Linked DNA regions of Mus musculus: region 2 is linked to region 1. A link is a contact called in public ChIA-PET data. All regions are on one chromosome and are shown on one strand. Each heading gives the region's core, a stretch centred on a gene start, on an enhancer-like site or on the middle of the called end of the contact. The rest is flanking DNA. Distances are from core to core; before and after follow the strand shown.

Region 1 (4,269 bases), core at 1,209-3,708:
ACTCTAGTTTTAGTCATTGACAAGCCAAAAGGAACAGCTGAATGATGAAACTATCTCATGATTCATGTGAATTACAAAGTAATAAAAATATCTTATCATCGAGGAAGCCAGACATAAAGCTGGGTGTGATAAGACATGCCGATAATCCTAGGACTCTGGAGGCAAGCCTGGGTTACATGGAGACTGTCTGACAGACAGACAGACAGACAGACAGACAGAAAGAAAGGAAGGAAGGAAGGAAGGAAAGAAAGAAAGAAAGAAAGAAAGAAAGAAAGAAAGAAAGAAAGAAAGAAAGAAAGAAGAGAATGGAAGGAAGGAAGGAAGGACCAAGTGTATCGAGAAAAAGTGAGCCAGTTGCCCACCCTCACCCACGAGTGACACGAGTGACTGGTTCTGAAGTCTTAACTGCTTCTCATGAGTCAGTTTGATCTTGTCTTTTTCCAAATTGACAGTGGCCCTCCTTTGTCTGTCTACAGAACATGGCGAGTTCCTGGCTCTGGACCTTGGAGGAACCAACTTCCGTGTGCTCCGAGTAAGGGTGACAGACAATGGTCTCCAGAGGGTGGAGATGGAGAACCAGATCTACGCCATTCCCGAGGACATCATGCGGGGCAGTGGAACCCAGGTACAGCTTTGCTGTTGTAGCCACTGAGCTACCAATGCCTGTGGGACACCCTGCATCTTCTCCCACCACAGGACAGTCACTAGGACATCCTGGACACTGTTCCAGCTGTAAGGTTTCCCGTGGTGGGAGCCTTGACTATTCCTGCCATATTTTGTGCCCAGAGGGCACTTGGCAATAAAATAAGTTTACGTGCACATTTTGAAAGAGGTGGGACCTCAACAGCCTAATTGACCTTCTCCCACCAACCAGGTTAGTCCTGGAAAAAGGAGTGTTGATTGTGAGCTGAGCCAGCAAGGGAGATATCATCAGATCCTTTGCTTGCCCTGAGGGTCAGCTTGCCTCCTTTGGAGGCTGGGTATCTGGGATTGTGGGCATTTTAGTTCTCCTGAAGATGTCTCATGGTCGTTGTGTGATGTCAGGAGGAACACTGTCGAGGCACCATGGTGGGGTGTTTGCATAAAAGACTGGATCTTGTTTTGGGATGATCTCGCTGTATGATTCTGAGCTAAAGGGTACCAGCCAGGAGTACCCTAGTCGTCTGTTTGTAGAGAAGGGTGGTAGGGTGCTAGTTAGGTCATGGGCTGAGAGGGGAGCTGTGGTGACTTCAACACCTGGCAGGCTTGCTGGGGCCTGCTGCTCTACACAGGAGCGTGCCCAGTCTTCAGATTGTCTTCCTGCTCTGTATTGTACCTCATCGGTGTTGTTCCCCCTCATGAAGAATGTGCTAGCCTTTTCTCCGTATTGCTTCTGTCTCGTTCTGGGCCCTGCTACCAGATGACAAATATTTGAGAACCAAGTAAGACAATGCCAAAAACACACCAGAAGTTTGGCTGTGGTTGTGAAAAACCACATTGCGATGTGTGTGCAATGTGTTGGGCGAATCTCGTCTCCGTAGACCTCTTTCTTCTATAATAGGAAGGTCACAGGCATCCCATGGTCCTGGCAGCTTTCCCTGCAGAGCCTGGCCAGGGCTTGCCACTTGAGTTGACATTTGCAGTGTGTCTGTCCACCTAGAAAGAGAATCTGTTTCTAACACTCATGATCCCAAAAGTTCAAATTTACCTTGAAATATCTCAGACTGTCGGGGCCAGGTACACATCTGTAATCCTAGCATTTGAGAGACTGAGCCTGGAGGATTGAGAGTTCAAGGCCAGCCTGGGCTATATATAGTGTGACCTTGTTTCCAAATGAAAGTCAAACCTATGAAAATAATTAAAATGTGACACCTGATAATAAAATACCTAATAGTGAAAACATCTCAAACCACCAAAATTAAAGAAAATCATTTCTATTCTTTTTCTTTTAGCTACATTGAGAGAGAGAGAGAGAGAGAGAGAGAGAGAGAGAGAGAGAGAGAAGGTCAGAGGATAATTTGTGGGAATCAATTCTCTCTACTATGTAGATTCTGGGGTTCACACACCGGTGGTCAGGCTTGTTGTTAAGTGTCATCTTACCAGCCCAGTTTTTTAAAAGGGGGAAGAAGTAGATTTTTAAAATGCAGTTTTATTAGATCAAAAGCTAAATTATCAAGCCTCAGACTTGCAACAGTCCTTAAGAGCTGTGAACCTGTCGGGAGAGAACTCTATCTTCTGCTCACTGGTTTCTATCTCAGAGAACTTGGTGCCCCTTCTTCCTCAGCTTCTTGATGCTGGCCCCGGCGGGCGCCCGCACACCCTGCTGAGGTTTTTTAGGTCTATCTCAGGACAAGAGGAGTGAGACATCCTCCTGTCAATAAGGAAAAGGAAATGTGTGGAGCACAGAGCTGGCAGACCGATGCCCTTTGAGCCTTTTTATGGCAGGAAGGTGTTGAGTTCTCTAGCATCTCATGCCCCGTCCTCAGATAGCAGGAAGAGAGGGTTGGTCCTCCAACTCAGGGGAGCAGCTGTCTCCTCTCTTCCTTCTAGGAAGCGTGTAGGCTTTTGATCTTGCCGCTTACTCAGACCTTTTCTCAGTGGACTTGCCCTGTGGGAAACCACGAGTCACATGAAGCCTGGCAAACTGAAAATGTGACCAGCCAGCTGAATTTAGTTTGACTTGATATCAGGCTCTCAAGAGGTAGCCTAGGCTGCCAAATTCCCCATTTTCCTGTCTCAGCCTCCTGAATGTAGGGGCTTTTTTTTTCTTGCCTTCTGTGGGGAAGGCGGCTGGGGAAGGAACAGAGGTAAGGGCTGGGGACTAGGAAGATATATTTTGTTCCTTGCCTTAGATTAAGGTCCCCCCAATTCCCGTGACTGCTTGATGTTTCTGTGACTTGTTTCCTTTGGATAAAGATATTCACCCTAAAGGCTGTAAGGTGACAAAGAGCTCACATACCATGTGTAAGGCCTTGGGTTCAGTCTTCAGCGCTGGGAAAAAAGGGAAAGAATAAAGAAAAACTAACAAACACCGCTCTTGCCTTGGACTGGAGGTTCAAAGTTCAGCATCAACTGTGGGTAACCGTGCTTCGGATGAGACAGATGGGCAGGACCCAGGATGGGGGCTCAGCCAGCACTGCCTCCTCCTAGATTAGGCTGCCTTCCTTCCTGACTCCACCAGCTGCTCATCGCCCAGACATCAGGGAGCCGGTGGGCCTGTTAGCCCCATCCCTTATTGTTGAGATCTGGAGAGATTTTCGAGAGCTTGCTGGGTCTCTTGAGGGGTGTGTGAAGGCTTCAGGAGAGCATGGAGCAGTCGGCTTTCTCTCTAGGAATTAAATTCAAGTTGTATGCTTGGCACCAAATGCCAACCCTCTGAGCCGTGTCGCTGGCCCTTTGCTCCTTTCTGGGAAGGAACACACTTGTTTGTCTTCCATTCTTCCACTCCTTCTTCCACGCTTTTCCATCTTGCCACTTGGCCCTCTTTCCGTGGACTCTGTTTACCCTCTCCAGCCTCTGCTTACTCGCTATATCTCGTGCCCTGCCCTCTGTCTCTCAACATCTAGAGAGCTAAGCTTCTCTTTGAGGGTATGGAGTAGGTGACAGGGGACCTCTCGGTTGGTGGGCTCTGGCTTGACTGGAAGCCTGAGTTATCAGGAGTGCACCTCTCTGCATGTTGAGGTGGCTATGTGGGTCCTGCAGCCATTGCCCTGTCTTTTGTTTTGAAACTGGACATCAAAAATAGAGACTGGAGATGACTTGCTAGTTAAAAGCAATTGCTGTTTTATTAGGGGACAAGAGTTTGTATACCAGGGATCAGATCAAGCAACTCACAACACAACGGAGAACTAGTAACTGCAGTTCTCCATGGCCGCAAGTGTGACTGCATGTATACACCTGTGCGCGCGTGCACACGCACACACACACACACACACACACACACACACACACATATTTAAAAAAAAATAGAATAAGATAAACAACAAACCAAAAAATAATTTCCTTGAATTGCCTTCAGGGAATTTTTTTTCTTTTACAGAGGAAAAATAAAAAGGTTGTTTATTTTGCTTGAGTTGGTTCATAGAGCGCCAAGGGAAGGAATCCTGTCAGTCTCCATCAAGAGTCAGGGCTGCCAAAGAACTTCTTGGGAGTGAGATGGGCTTCTGTTTAGGAGGATGAGCTGGGCTAACATGACTGCCAGCAGAGGATGCTCTGTTCTCTGATGTACTCGAACCTTGTGATAACCACGACGCCCAATGATTTAGGGGGTTCTTTTGAGCAAGATTAATT
Region 2 (4,269 bases), core at 975-3,474, 330 kb before region 1:
ACAGCCATAGCTGTTTCATTGTCATGTGATCTGGGAGAACCTCATTGTCAAAAAGGAGCTGTACCTAAGAGGGAGATGGGCAGGGAAGTAGTGCTGGACAGAGACTTGTCCCTAGACTCTGTCCGTCTCTTCCTCTGTGCGGCTCCACTGCTGCGATTACAAGTTTGCACTACTATGCTAGGGTTTTCTTTGTTTGTTTTTAGGTCTGGGAACTGAACTCTGATCCTGGTACTTGAAAGGCAAATACTTGACTAAGCTATCTGAGCAGACCGCTCTCAAACCTTTTTTGCTCCTGTAAACAAAGTCTTACTCTGGAGTCCAGACTAGCCTGGAATTCACTATATAGCCTAGGCTAGCCCTGAACTTGAAGTGATCTTCCGGCCTGAGCTTTCTTCCAGGTACAAGCTGGCAAGCCAGACATGCCCTCCCCTTTCAGTCCCTTGTTTTCCCCGTAACATGATGGGCTTACTTACATGCTGTGGATTTAGCATTAGTCGGTGACACAGAACCCTTCGGAGATGGCGGACCTCAGCTCTCACAGAACACCGAACATACTTGTTCTAGGAACAGAGAAGGAGGGGAGGGCACAGGTGTCTGAGGGAAGGGTTGCTGGGAGAAACGGCTCCTTCAAAGGGGCCCTCCCCTCAACCCCTCTCACCTGAAGGACATTTTTATTCTTGTCTTTGCCAGAACTGGATGGAAACAGATACAAGTTAGAGGGTTCCACTTTTCTTGTCTCCTACCTAGCACAAGCACCACAGCACACTTTCTTCAGGGGAGCAGACACTCCCTCACCCTTCCCCCCAAGTCCCTTAGCATCTGGGTCACCAGTAGTATCACTTCACGCAACCTCTGACCTGCCCCTCACCTCAGCCGCTCCAGGCATAGGCTCAGCTGTTCATCATATCGATAATAGTGGGCTTTAGAGTGGTCAAAACTGCTGAAGGGGAGGCCAAGGTTGCTCAGGGCTGGCTCTGAGGAAAAGTAGATATTGAGGAGGCTGGTACAGGTTCCATACCCTCTTCTCCCCAGAGAGCAAAACCAGGCAAAAGAGATGCTCTGAGGGCTTTAATTGCCCCCCTCCCCCAAATGAGCACCAAGGACATACCTTCACCACTGGGCTGGGAGACTCTGTCTAAGCCTCGGGACTGATAGAATTCCCGAATCCGTTTCTCTTCACCTAAGGAGGGGTGAAGGGCAGCCATATTAATTCTCTTTGTTTTGGCTGTTGACCTCTTTATCTTTGTATTTTTTTGATTCCCAACAAAACTGTTGGGAACAAAACGTCAAGGTGCCACCCAGCATTAGAGTCAGGAGGCCCCACAAATATAAGGTGGCCACTCACTGTCTTGCAAGCCTGGCACTAGCTTATACACTATGTCCTGCATGACCCGATCCAGTTTGAGATTGAGCAACGGCTGCGTCTCGTGGATCTTGATGTTGCACATGGGGCAGTACTTGCTGGTTTGCAGGTACTTCACGATACAACTTTTGCAGACTGTAAGAGGAGAAACGAAGATGCTCAGGTCCCTTGGGAACCCGACACATGGGACAGGCAGCACAGAGGCTGGCAGCCAGCTTGGAAGAGGAGAGACAGGATCCGGGACACTCACAGGTGTGGAGACACTCTGTGATGGTGGTGGCATCCACGAAGTAGCCCGCGCACAGGCAGCAAACGATGTGTTCATTCAGGTCTTTGATCTTCACCCGGACCTCCTCCTGTGGACACACCCTCAGTCACTCCCCACTGGTCTTGCAAGCCCACCCCATCTCACCTTCTGCAATTCCCAGCAACAGAGCAGTTTGTTATTGGACTGGGTCGTCTGGCCCCCGAGAAGAGACGGGGGAGTGAGCTCCCCCTTCGCCCAGCAGAGGGCTCCGCGCACAGCGGGTGCTCTCTTTTCGCGGACCCGCCTGACTCTCTTTTTTCCCTCGGGAGACCAGACGCTGTCGGAGACACAACGCGCAAGCGTCCAAGTCCAGCGTTTGGCAACTCGGCCAGAATCGCGCGTGCGTATCGCGCACCCCGTGGCTGCGCAAGCGCACTGGGCGCCCATCCCGCCGCCACCCGTCCTCTCCTTCGTTTGGGTTCACACAGCTAACGGACCCCAGCAGTCATCCCGCTGCCCCTGCACCTCGTTCCGTAGTGGGTCCATCTTGTACACTGACTGGAGCTGGTTCCGAAGCCTCATCGCGATCGCAATCTGGCCCCCCTGAGGAGACGCCATCTTAAAGGCTGATCCCAGCCCGCCACTTCCGGTACCGCCTGCGGGGCGGGACTTGTCTCCTAGCAACGAGGGCCTCACATTCTCCGGATTGGCTAGTTTTCCGGCACACCCCGCCCTCGCCCCCTCTTTAGCTCCCCGTGTGCTCACCTGAGCCCGCTGCCCCCCCAACAATCGGTGGTCGTTATGGAGGGGGGTTGAGTGAAGCAGGGTCTCTGCGGTGCACGCTCCCACGGGCGTCCTTCCAACGGCGCGCACACAACCTCTGGATCAACTTCGGTAGCTTGTGCTAAGAGAGCCTGTGTGCCCTGGGACCCCGAAGCCGGGCTATCGCCCGCCGCTACAGCTCCGGAGTGTGGGAGTCCTGGGACCCGACCTCGCCTCCGACCCGGGGTCCTCTCTATACAGTGCAGTCCTGCTCCGCTGCGGCGTCCGCGTTGCGGAGCTGCGTCCCAGCCGCGGGCCTTCTCCCGTCTGCGCCGCGGGAGTTTTTTCCGGGCTCGCGAAGTCTGGGAGAGGGTGCCCTGGGCGGGGTGGAGAGGGAGAGACCCCCCGGGGAACCGGGAGCTCTTACTCCCCACTCTCTCCCTGCTGCCGAGGATGGGGAGAATAGGCCCTGGCTAATGATGATGATTTAATCATCGGCGCCTGCGGAGGCCTGGGACAGACTAATGCAGAGCAGATGCCGAAGGAGGAGGGGAGGATTGACAGCGAGGAGACTTGGGCAGCGAGTGCCTGCAGTAGCATAGGCCCGGGCCCGCACTTGGGGAGGACACAGGGGTTCCCGGGTCTGGTACACTGTCATCACTGGGTCCCTACGGCGGAATTTTAAAAGAATAAATTTACTCTGAAGCGTTATTAGCATCGAGTACAACTGGAGATTCGAGTGAGAGGGGAGAGACTGGCGGAAACTTGAAAGGCTCTCTGGAGAAAATTGGGACTCTTGTGTGGGCATGATTGACAAATGGATGCACGAGAGGTATAAATGTGATGGAAATAGAAAAAAAAGGCAGTGTGAAGAGGAACGACCAAAGAAACAGGTGTGGATTGAGAGCCCCAATGGAAGGAATGGGGTCTAAAAGAACTGGAATAATTAGGTTGAAGGTAACAGGAACCTCACAGAAAGGAGTGTATGTCTGTTACCCCATAAGTGGTAGTACATAAGCGTCAGGAAAGTATTAAAGACTTGTTAATCGACTACATACAGCTATGGTTTACCTTCCTGGCCCAGGCCACCTAGTCACCTCTGAGCCACTGCAGGTCTTGACTGCTTGCCCATGTCTATATCGTTCCCTCTTTAGACCTTTCTTCCCACAGCATGGCAAAGTGATTCTGATCATAGGTTACAAAGAACACACGTTTTTGATGATGTGTTTCTCATGTTGATGGTGGTGCTAGTTTAGTGGACATGTACATGGGGCAAAACCAATTACAGTATACACTTTAAATACTTGCAACTTGCAGCGTATCATAAATTAGACCTCAAGAAAACTGTTAAAAGTGAGTTCCAGCTGGGCAGTGGTGGCACACGCCTTTAATCCGAACACTTGGGAGGCAGAGGCAGCCGGTTTTTTGAGTTCAAGGCCAGCCTGGTTTACAGAGTGAGTTCCAGGACATCCAGGGCTACACAGGGAAACCCTGTCTCAGAAGAAAAAAAAAAAAAAAAAAAAAAAAAAGCAGGGCATGGTGGCGCACACCTTTAATCCCAGCACTGTATAGCTAGGGCTATAGAGAAACCCTGTCTCGAAAAAAACAAAAAACTGTTAAAAAAAAAAATGGCACAAGCTTAGGGGATCAGGAGTGCAGGGCCATCCTAGGCTACATAGCAAATTTGAGGCTAACCTAGACACTTAAGACTGTCTCAAAATCAACAAAAACAATAAGTAAATCATAACATTGAAAAAATTGTGGAGCCAAGTATGGTGACACACACCTTTAATTCTAACAGGCAGGGCAGAGGCAGTAGATCTCTTGAGTTTGAGCCCAGCCTGGTTTACAGAGCAAGTTCTAGGATAGCCAGGGCTATATAGAGAAATCATGTCTC

What was found. ChIA-PET counts read pairs in DNA pulled down with a chosen protein or histone mark.
Region 2: an RNA polymerase II ChIA-PET map of memory CD8 T cells shows a contact between it and region 1, with 8 read pairs. The contact joins the promoter of Pcgf1 here to the enhancer-like site in region 1. A contact is called at or near these places in 4 of 39 promoter capture datasets (the 3T3-L1 cell line, the C10 cell line, hippocampal neurons and 1 more), 2 of 484 Hi-C or Micro-C datasets (the G1E-ER4 cell line and myocytes) and 4 of 115 datasets of contacts at active chromatin or transcription factors (extraembryonic endoderm stem cells, memory CD8 T cells, microglia and 1 more).

The regions. Positions count from the first base shown.
Region 1 is chr6:82,745,545-82,749,813 of GRCm38.p6, reverse strand. Hk2 (hexokinase 2) reads left to right here. Exons shown (of 18, transcript NM_013820.3): 3 at 477-625. Among named protein-coding and RNA genes, the nearest start is that of Hk2, 27 kb to the left of the region's middle. Within about 2 kb of position 2,458, at least 36 of the 459 cell types and tissues checked have an H3K27ac peak or open chromatin away from gene starts, as enhancers often do. A contact at or near this core is called in the G1E-ER4 cell line and memory CD8 T cells, where this site is marked.
Region 2 is chr6:83,076,345-83,080,613 of GRCm38.p6, reverse strand. It overlaps Pcgf1 (polycomb group ring finger 1), which reads right to left and starts at 2,224. Exons shown (of 9, transcript NM_197992.1): 1 at 2,136-2,224; 2 at 1,614-1,719; 3 at 1,346-1,498; 4 at 1,109-1,180; 5 at 869-974; 6 at 659-692; 7 at 474-560; 8 at 1-64. The coding sequence starts at 2,192.